2 separate regions of the Mus musculus genome follow, and region 1 is linked to region 2. A link is a contact called in public HiChIP or PLAC-seq data. All regions are on one chromosome and are shown on one strand. The core of a region is the stretch at or near the end of the contact, and the rest is flanking DNA. Distances in the headings are between cores, read along the strand shown.

Region 1 (4,602 bases), core at 114-2,613, 290 kb before region 2:
TTTTAATAAACACGTATGGAATCTCAGGGTTTTCCACTTTCTAGCTGTGTCACATCCTAAGACGCTTATCGATGAGTTAGTTCCTCATCTTGAGAAGATAGAAGGGTGGTGTTCTGTCTTCCTGACTTTACAGGATCAGGTGGCAAAACACACGAGAAAGAACTTTCTACACAGAAAAGCACTATGGGTATTCTTGTTTATATACATTATCTGTTCCAACTTCCTGAACTTCCAGATGGGGAAACCCAAGCTCACGATGAGATGTGGGTCTCTTAATTCTGAAAGTCTGCTACATGTCAGAGAGTTTACTAACTCCACAGAAACAAATCCTGTGTCTTTCTCCTTCCCAGCTGGTATTAAAATTTTCTTTGGTCACTTCGGTTACAAACGCAAAAATGAGGGGGAGGTTACCAGGTAAAGTGAGACGATTGGGTAGCGAAGACAAGATCACTATTCCCTCCCTGGGTTGGGAGGTCTCAGACCTAGGCTATTAGCTACCTGGAGCTCAGCAGCCGTAGCAGTCCATAAGACCCGCCACCCGGGCTTGCTGAGGAAGAAGGTGGGATAGGGTGGCTGACACTGGGATCTTCAACAATCCATCCACTCCGAAACACCGCTTTCAAGAGACTGCAGGAAGGACTGCGAGTTGGAATGTCTTATTTCGCTAAGGGTTCTCTGATTGGAGCGAATGAATTCCTTCCCTCTCTAGAACCCATTCTCCCTTAGAATAGTTATGTTTATTTTCCTGAACTATAATATTTCCCAGGCCGGCCAGTGGCCCTGAGCCACCGAACAGCCCTCTGGGAGAAGTAGTTCGCTTTCGCGTCCACAAGAGTCCTCTTCACCGGGTCTCCCAGCGCGTCTCCTTCCCAGAAACCTCACATTCCAGAGGCCTCCACAAGCACTGGGAAGGGGTTGGGAGCCGGGCCCTCGGGGGTCTCCAGGGGGCCAGCATCCTAGAGACCGCGGCACCGCTGGACTACGAATCCCAGCAGCACCCGCGCGCGCCAGTGCGCAGGCGTAGCCGCGCCTCGCCACCCCTCCCCCCTCCGCCAACTGCTCCCGTCGGTCCGTTCCCGTGGTCCCCCGATCCGTGCTAATGCCCCCTTCGGTCCCTGCGGCGCCTCCCACTCACCGCTGACTCGTGGCGTCGGGTAGAGCCGCTGCGCCTTCTCCAGGAAGCGCAGCGCCCGCTCGGGCTGGTTGCTTTGGATGGCCTTGAGGGCGATGCTGATACAGCGCTCGGCTTCATCCTTGTTGGATTCCATGGCGGAACCCGAGCACGGAACCAGGGAGGGGGAGGCCGGGCGAGCGAAGGGCTGCGCCAGCCGCCGGCGCGTCGCGGGGCAGGCCGGCGCGGAAGGATGACATAACCCTCCGCCCCTCCTTCCCGGGATTTGAGTGAGGGTTGAACCCGGGCGGAAGCCCTACCGTATGTCTCCTAAGAAAGGGGCGTTCGGTTCGGAGGCGCTAGAACGCGCGGGCGCTCTAGAGCGCAAATGCTGAAGTTGAGTGTGCGCGCACGTTCGGGTGGTAGCCTCTGCGTTCCAGTCCGACTATCTGTGAATCGTACAGATGTTTACCGATTGTCAGACGCTGCTGTCTGATGTGGCAGTGGTATCAAAACAAAACCGTGTCCTCACAGAGCTTTCGTGGGTGGGGAGAAGTCAAGTAAACGGAAACATTCAGATAGTGACACAGTCAAGGCAAATATCGAAAAGTAGAGGGATGGAAGGGAGGGCTACCATTTAAGATAGCTTAATATATCAGAAACTCATTTTACAGGCTCTGAACTCTAAAGAAACAGGAACATGTGATTGGAGGAAGGGTGGTTCGACTGGAGGAAATAACAGATGGAAAGGCTCCGCATAAGGATTTTCGTTGTGAGTTATTGCGGGGATTAAGGAGGAGTTTACAGGAGTCACTACAGAGTCACACCAGTCAGGATGCAGCTCAGCCTACCTCCCACTTAAGTGACAGCAACTTAGTGAAGGTTGCCAATGACTTCCACTAGGCTAAATCTCCTGGCTATTTCTTAGCCCTTGCACTATGGTCTTTCACAAGAAACTACAATAAACCAAATGAATGTTAAAGGGTGCAATGCGATGGTGGTGTAAGCCTTCAATCCCAGCCCTTGGGAAGCAGAAGGACTCTGAGTTCAAGGCCAACCTGGTCTACAAAGTGAGTTCCAGGACAGCCAAAGGTACAAAGAGAAACTCTGTCTCGAGAAACAGACACAAACAAAAGTTAAAGAGCAGCTGTTATAATCAAGTGAGACTCGGTGAATATATATTCATCGAGTTGCAGATACACACACATATACATATATATAAAGCATAAATATATAACATAAACATATAAAACATATAAACACACACACACACACACACACAACTAGAAAAGATCATCCGAGTGAGATAATCCACACTCAGAAAAACAAACATGGTATCTCACTTATAAGTAGATTATAGCCATAGATAGAGTACAGGATAACCATTCTACAATCCACAGACCCAAAGAAGCTAAGTAACAAAAAGAGCCCAGGAAAGGATGTTTGAATCTCACTGAGAAGAGGAAATGAAATAGTCACAGGGGTAGAGGGAGGGATGGAGCAGGGTTGGAAAGGAGGTGGGCAGGGGAAGAGGAGGGGTGAGTGTTGGGAGAACTGCCATGGAGACTTAGCTGGGTCGGAACTCCCTCTGAGAAGTTTGAATATTAGATGTTTGATATAGGGAGGATGTATTGGCGATGGGAATGGCAATCGGGATTGTGCAACCATACGGTGTAGGGAAGACGGAGGGAGGGCTGACGGTGGAGACCATGCTTAGAAGGTGTAAAACCCTGGCTTTAATTCCCCAGCAATGCCCCTTTCCACCAAGACAAAAATAACAGAACAAGAAGCTTGAGCAGAATCCTAATTTTGAAAATTATCAACGGATGTGAATTTTTTTAAATGTACGAATGCCCTCTCTGCATGTACACCTGCATGTCAGAAGAGGGCATTAGATCCCTTCATAGATGGTCGTGAACCACCGTGTAGTTGCTGGATATTGAACTCTGGAAGAGCAGCTAGTGCTCTTAACTGCTGAGCCGTCTTACCAGTCACGAATGCTTTTAAAGCAAACCATGGGATTAGATACACCAAGATGTAAGTGCGGAGCAGAGGGGAGCTGGATTACAGAGCCCTCCATTACTCAGAGGGTCGGAGGGAGAGGGGCTTGAGGAGAGGAGAGTACACTGAAGTGTGGTGTGAAGGAAGAAATATGAGTCACTTAGGGGCCAAGTGAAGTGGATGTTTCTAATGGAGGAAGGTTTCACATGATGAAATTTTATGTCGAGGCCAAGCAATATAAGCACGGAGAGATGCTGGCGGTGTGAGCCGCTGCGTTCACTGTGATGCAATTGTTTCAAGTGTGTTCCCAAGGGGCTCTGTGTGCTCTTAACACGGGGTGTTCTGTAGCGTTTTCTTCTTTTAAAGAGCATGTAGACCATGTCTTCTCTTTTTCTCTATCTTTGATGCAATTGTTTCAAGTGTGTTCCCAAGGGGCTCTGTGTGCTCTTAACACGGGGTGTTCTGTAGCGTTTTCTTCTTTTAAAGAGCATGTAGACCATGTCTTCTCTTTTTCTCTATCTTAAAAATTTTATTTATTTTTATTTTATGGACATTGGTGTTTTGCCTGCATGCATGTCTGAATGCGAGTGTCCTGGTCCCCTGGAACAGCAGTTATGGGCAGTTGTGAGTTGTCATGTGGGTACTGGGAATTGAATCTGGGTCCTCTGGAAGAATAGCCAGTGCTCTTAACCGCTGATCCATCTCTTCAGTTCACTATAACATTTTTTTTAAAAGATTTTTTAATTTATTGATTATATGTAAGTACACTGTAGCTGTCTTCAGACACTCCAGAAGAGGGAGTCAGATCTCGTTACGGATGGTTGTGAGCCACCATGTGGTTGCTGGGATTTGAACTCTGGACCTTTGGAAGAGCAGTCGGGTGCTCTTACCCACTGAGCCATCTCACCAGCCCAACATTTTCTAATAGAAGATATTTAATTGGCTTAGAAATTTTGACGATGCAAATAAAAGAGGGAACAGTTTGACATAAGGTGTAAGATCTGGGGGTACAGGGACACTTGGCCTTGGACAGACACATGGACACAATAGTTTTTGGGAGAGGCAGCCTAGCAGGTGTGGAGGCAGAGGCATTAGGAATATTCCCTTCTGTTATTTTCTCAGTTCTCTGAGGAGCAAGGCCGCGTGTCCCCTTTCACAAGACAGGCCTACATTTGAGTAGATTAGTGGGTTCCTAACATGTTAATGTTTAAATCCGGAACAGAGAGCTTTCAAACAGCCCTTCTTGACATTTGTTGACCTAGGACTGTAATGTCTGCCTTCCATCTCCTGCTAAGTGCCTGAGTTCTATTCTCTCATTTCCCGAGTGTCAGAAGTCCCCTCTTCTGCTGGCCACAGGTGCTTCAGTCTGTGGAAACGGTACTTCGCTGGGGTGGGGTTATCAGTGTGCTAAGGACTGTAGATTCCATTACTGCCCTGCAAGCCTTCCCTCTCTTCCTGCCATAGAAAATGACAGAGTCATTTAAAATCTT
Region 2 (5,061 bases), core at 2,472-4,971:
GGCAGAGACAGGAAGATCCCCCAACTCCCAGCTTAGCCAGGTTTGCCGAATCTGTGAGCCTCAGGTTCAGTGACAGATGGTCTCAGAAAATAAGACAGAGAATGATAGAGGATGATATTCTATGTTGACCTGGTTCCAAACACATGTAGACACGTGTGCACATACATGAACATGTACACATATACATTCACAGAGACACATAAATATTAAAATATTATGTCTTCTCATAACTAATTGCTGCTGCCTTATTTTTAATTTTTTTCTTATTGATTGGGATCCCCCCCCCCCAACATACACAGCCTACACACACACATGCACACAGATACCAATGCATGTGTGGGAAACTGAGGAAAACATTTGGGGGTCAGGCTTCTCCTTCCACCTTGTGGATTTCAGAGACAGGTCTCAGGTGGCTGGACTTAGTGATACAAACTTTCTCTTCTCTCACTGAGCCTTCCCAGCAGCCCCATTTTCCTCCTATTTCTATTTCATTAAGAAGGTAAGCTTCCCCCTGGCTTGGGCTAGGGGTAGTCAATGTTCTGACTGTTATTTGCTCTGCCGGAATTTCTTCACCCGCCCTTCCCCTCCTCCCGTCCTTCTCTGTCCCATTTTTACTCGTGTGGGATTTAGCCTCAGGACCTCCGGCTTGCAGGCTAATGCTCTGCCCGGGCTACATCTCAGCCTGGTCTGCTTGCCTTTTAGGAGAGCCGTTACTTTCTCCAGCAACATTTTAACTAAGATTTGCATTCTTTCTTTCCTCAAAGCTATTTATTGCACACTGAAAAAAAAAAAGAGTTTTTTCTTTATCAAAGCTTAATTTTCTGTTCTGTTACAATTTTCTTCAGAAAGTATCATCTTCTAGAAGTTGCTGCTGGGTCTCCTCCTCCCCACTTTCCCCTCTCCTTTTTCTGCTCTCCATCCCTCAACTAGGCTATTAAAAGTTTCCAGGTCTACATTCTCAGAGAGAGCAAAGGGTGAACTTAGATCCCCGTGCCTGTGTTTGATACCATGAATCAGACAAGCTTATTAAACAGGCAACTGGCCTCATTTATGAAGATGAGAGCTTAAGCTATTCCTGTAGTGCCTTGGTGGCCACTCCTCTGCTGTGCGTTTGGTGAAGGCCCTACTCCCTGCTAGCATCCCAGCATGGGTATCCAGGGTAACATCTACCTGGATGTGCCAGAGGACAAATGGCTGACCTTTCACCATCATTGAGAAGTATGCTACCCACCAACAAAATCCCACTGAAAGCAAGTCTCCAGCTAAGAGCTGTGCTTCCTTCCACCTTGTGTACTTGCCCGCTCTCTCTTTAGATGGTCTGTGCTCTCTTTTTTGTCTGTACTGGATTCTGTATCCCGTGCTGCGGCCTTGTATGTGGACTTTTGTTTTTATTTCATTGGCCGGTTTTTAAAAGCAAGTCTCTGGTTGAGTCTTTGTAATATTACCCACATACATGCATTTTAAAAAATGAAAATACAGTGTATAAATGTACCTTCAGGCTATGAGCATAAAATGCATATGAGACAAATAAATTTTGTGCTTAGAGTTGAGTCTCATCCTTAAGACATTTCATTGTACACAAGCAAAACCATGAAAAATTCAGATTTTTATTCTCCAGCATTTCAGATAAGTAATCCTCAGCCTATATTGCCTACTTTGATCAGTGAATTCCCTTCTGTTGCACATACATTTCCAGTCTTTTGCTGATTATTGCTTTGCTAAGGTGATAATCCTGTGGGTTCATCTTGGCTCACAGTGAATTTTAGGATGTGTTCCTAAACATAGGAGTTAGGAGGGTTACTCTATCTTTACATCTTTGTCAACTTGTGCTACCAAACATTTGGATCTATGACTTATGATGTGAAAAAAGCATATCAATGTAAGTTAAATTTGTGCTTTTTCCATGAGCCACTGCTGCTTTCCCCTCCTCCTCCCTCCTCCTGTGCTGGGGATAACCCCAGGACCTCTCTCCCACCAGGCAGGCATTCCCCCCGTGAGTTACACCAGCCTTAGAGTGTGGTTTCTTAGCAAGCCGATCCCGTAAGAACTTTGTTTCCCATCTTTGCCACTCTGAACACTGTGGTATGCACTTGGCCCATTTCTTTACACATGTTTTCTAATGATGTAACTAGGACACACACACACACACACACACACACACACACACACACACACACACATCACTAAAGAGTTTTTCTAAGGATCTCTTCTGGTTCATATAAGGCCAGAAAATAATTACGCAGGCTTTCTATAGTTATAGGATTTGCAATCTTTGTTTGTTTGTTTGAATTGACACAGGATTTCATGGTAGCCTCAGCTAGCTTTAACTTTGTTGTGCAGTTGAGAATGACCTTGAAGTTCTGGTCCTCCTGCCTCTACCTCCCAAGTGCTGATACTTTGATACTTTGGGGGTGAGCCACCAGACCTGGTTTATGTAGACCTTGGGAACTGAACCTAAGGCTTCATGGATGTTAGGCAGGGTCTTTACCAATCAAGATCCACCTCCAGCCCAGATTTGCTGTACTTTTAAAAGATTCTATCTAAAACATTCTATCATAAAGTGGACCACATTTTGTTTTCAGCACGACTGTGTGATTTTTAGCATAGAATTTCATCGGGGACCTTAGTTTAAATACTTGGAACCAGTGCAAGATTTTAATAGATTAGAAGATAAATGGCGTTGGGAAATTTTACAATTGAGTTTGTAGCTAGGGTTTGAGGAATAAAGGCCATTTTGGTAATGGATTTTTATGTTTAAATTGGATATTTGCTTGGTTGCAAGAGGATTAATTATAAGGATCTTCTCCTCTTGTAGTCTCTCAGCTTGAACAGATAAATATAGAGCGGCAGTGTTTGGAGAGGGAACTGTGTAGAAAATGTGTGGGTAGCTGTTGTAGTTTTGCACAGAAGATAACATCTAGAATAAAGAACAGATGAAAATACTCATTGAGGATTAGTGTTCTTAGAGCATCATCGCATCCAGCCTTCTCCAGGCCTAGCGTGCAGAGCCATTCAGAATCCAGCTCATATGCATGGCGGATGATAGACTCTCCGAGCTCAGCGCCCTTTTCCTTAACAGCCATCTCTCCGCACTTGCCACATCCTTTCCCATTCTTCGGAAGTCACGCATCTCTCTCTCTCTCCACACCCCGACTGCAGACTGTTGTCTTCTCAATCGCCTGCAGATGTGTCATCTTCTTTGTAAACCCTGTGTGACTTCTCTGGCCCAGGTTAGTCCTAATTTTTAGCTTTTGACTCTCATAACACTGATGACGTTGAGTTTCTTTCAACTGGGTCATGGGTATGTGTCTGCATAGTAAAGCACTGTCCTAAGTCCTGGGTTAATGGAGATGAGCGGTGCACACAGCATCCCTGGCTTCACAGTCAGCCACAAATGCAGTAAGTCATAAGGAAGCACCTCATCGTTGAACTGTGTGGGAAAAAGGTGCGAGGGGTGAACCAGAGTTTGTAGTTGCAAACGGCAGGCCCCCCCTGCTTACAGTAAACAGGAAAAAGTGATCTAAAAAGTGTGCTCTGGAGTTCACAGAGAGCTGAGAATCAGTCAGGATCGACGCCAGCGTTCTACCACTGGGCTAAAGTCACTGCAGACCCCACTGCTCTGCGTTCGCACCGGGAACAAGTGTTGGCCCTGCCTTGTCATTACTAAGTGCCACTTGAACCACGAGGACTTCTGCCGCTTTCGCTTTGGGAAGGAGAGCTGGTTTCACTCTGGTCAGCGTGGATTCCATGGCACCACCTCCGTGATGGCATCTGCTTCCTAACCAGAATACCAGAGTGGCAGAACATGGCCATAGAGCTGCCACCCTGTTTGCAAAGAGAGGCTGGGAAAGTCAGCCTTCGATTTCTATCACGGGAGGCAGGCTTTAGAAGATGAGAATTCCTCCCTCCCCCGAAAAAGAGTGTTTAAAAGTCCTAAGCGGTTAAAAACCACGGGGAATTTGGAAGAGTAATTAGAAGATCAGTTTAGATTTGAGTAGTTACAGAAGGGCTGACTGAAGGCTTACCATCCTTTCGAGGACACAGGTAAAGCATATTCCTGCTGAGAGACAAATGAAAAGCCCCTGCCTACAATTTGGGGTAACCGAGGGCGGTCTCGGTGTTATATGGGCTTCCGGTTGAAGGAAGATGTGGTTATGGGTAAGAAGAGGAAGTGTGTGGTGAAGTAACTGGGAGAGACTTTATTTGAACTAAGTCTGAGGTCACTGCTCTTACCCCCTTCCCTCCTCTGAGGTGTACTAGGGATTTTATAAATGAAATCAGTCCTACAAGTTCATTTTGTATTCAGTGTGAGTGTGTGTGTGTGTGTGTGTGTGTGTGTGTGTGTGTGTGTGTGTGTGCATACCTGCCTTGGTGTATATGTGAATACAGGAAAGACACACCTGTATAACTGAAACTCTGTGGGCTCTGAGATGCCATGGGGTGACTAGTGTCATCTGCGCATGGTTCAGGAGACTGGCATGAGGATCTAGCAAAGACAGGAGATATTAGGAAGACAGTGTCTGGTCAGGAGAACGAAGAGATGGGAGAAGGGGATGAAGGGGGATGTCAGTGTCCCATCCTGGTGGACCTTGAGACAATGACTTCTTGATTCTTTGTATCTTGGTAGACCTGAGGATTGTGGTTACAGTTGCTTACAGTATGCCAGGTCTCCCGATGGCTTCAGTGTAGGTACAGCCTGCCGTCTCAAAGGTGAGCTGGTAGTCTTTCCATTTGTACAATGACCTGGGTGTGATGACACATGCCTTTGTTGCAGCGCTGTGGAAGTGGAGGCAGAAGGAGAGAGTTTGAGCCTAGCCTGGAGATATACCTCGGAGACAGATCACGTACCGGGCATCATGCTGTGGTTTGATTCCCCAGCATCGTCACCAAGGACAAAAGAATAATTACATTATATAGTTAAGTGATTAAAAAAATCCCTGCCGTTTTGGTCTTTTTATAAATGAAATCAGTCCTACAAGTTCATTTTGTATTCAGTGTGAGTGTGTGTGTGTGTGTGTGTGTGTGTGTGTGTGTGTGTGTGTGTGTGCATACCTGCCTTGG

The links. HiChIP or PLAC-seq counts read pairs in DNA pulled down with a chosen protein or histone mark.
Region 1: a contact with region 2 is called in an H3K4me3 HiChIP or PLAC-seq map of bone marrow-derived macrophages, with 3 times the contacts expected there. The contact joins the promoter of Dnajb12 here to the enhancer-like site in region 2. A contact is called at or near these places in 10 of 39 promoter capture datasets (the 3T3-L1 cell line, the HPC-7 cell line, embryonic stem cells and 6 more), 6 of 484 Hi-C or Micro-C datasets (the AML12 cell line, B cells, astrocytes and 3 more), 4 of 115 datasets of contacts at active chromatin or transcription factors (bone marrow-derived macrophages, embryonic stem cells and fetal liver) and 3 of 9 other capture datasets (adipose tissue, liver and pancreatic islet).

Annotation. Positions count from the first base shown.
Region 1 is chr10:59,876,344-59,880,945 of GRCm38.p6, reverse strand. It overlaps Dnajb12 (DnaJ heat shock protein family (Hsp40) member B12), which reads right to left and starts at 1,363. Exons shown (of 9, transcript NM_019965.3): 1 at 1,136-1,363. The coding sequence starts at 1,268.
Region 2 is chr10:59,588,696-59,593,756 of GRCm38.p6, reverse strand. The region is part of intron 1 of Mcu (mitochondrial calcium uniporter); the gene reads left to right. Among named protein-coding and RNA genes, the nearest start is that of Gm40671, 16 kb to the right of the region's middle. Within about 2 kb of position 3,721, at least 130 of the 459 cell types and tissues checked have an H3K27ac peak or open chromatin away from gene starts, as enhancers often do. A contact at or near this core is called in B cells, the HPC-7 cell line, adipose tissue and 3 more, where this site is marked.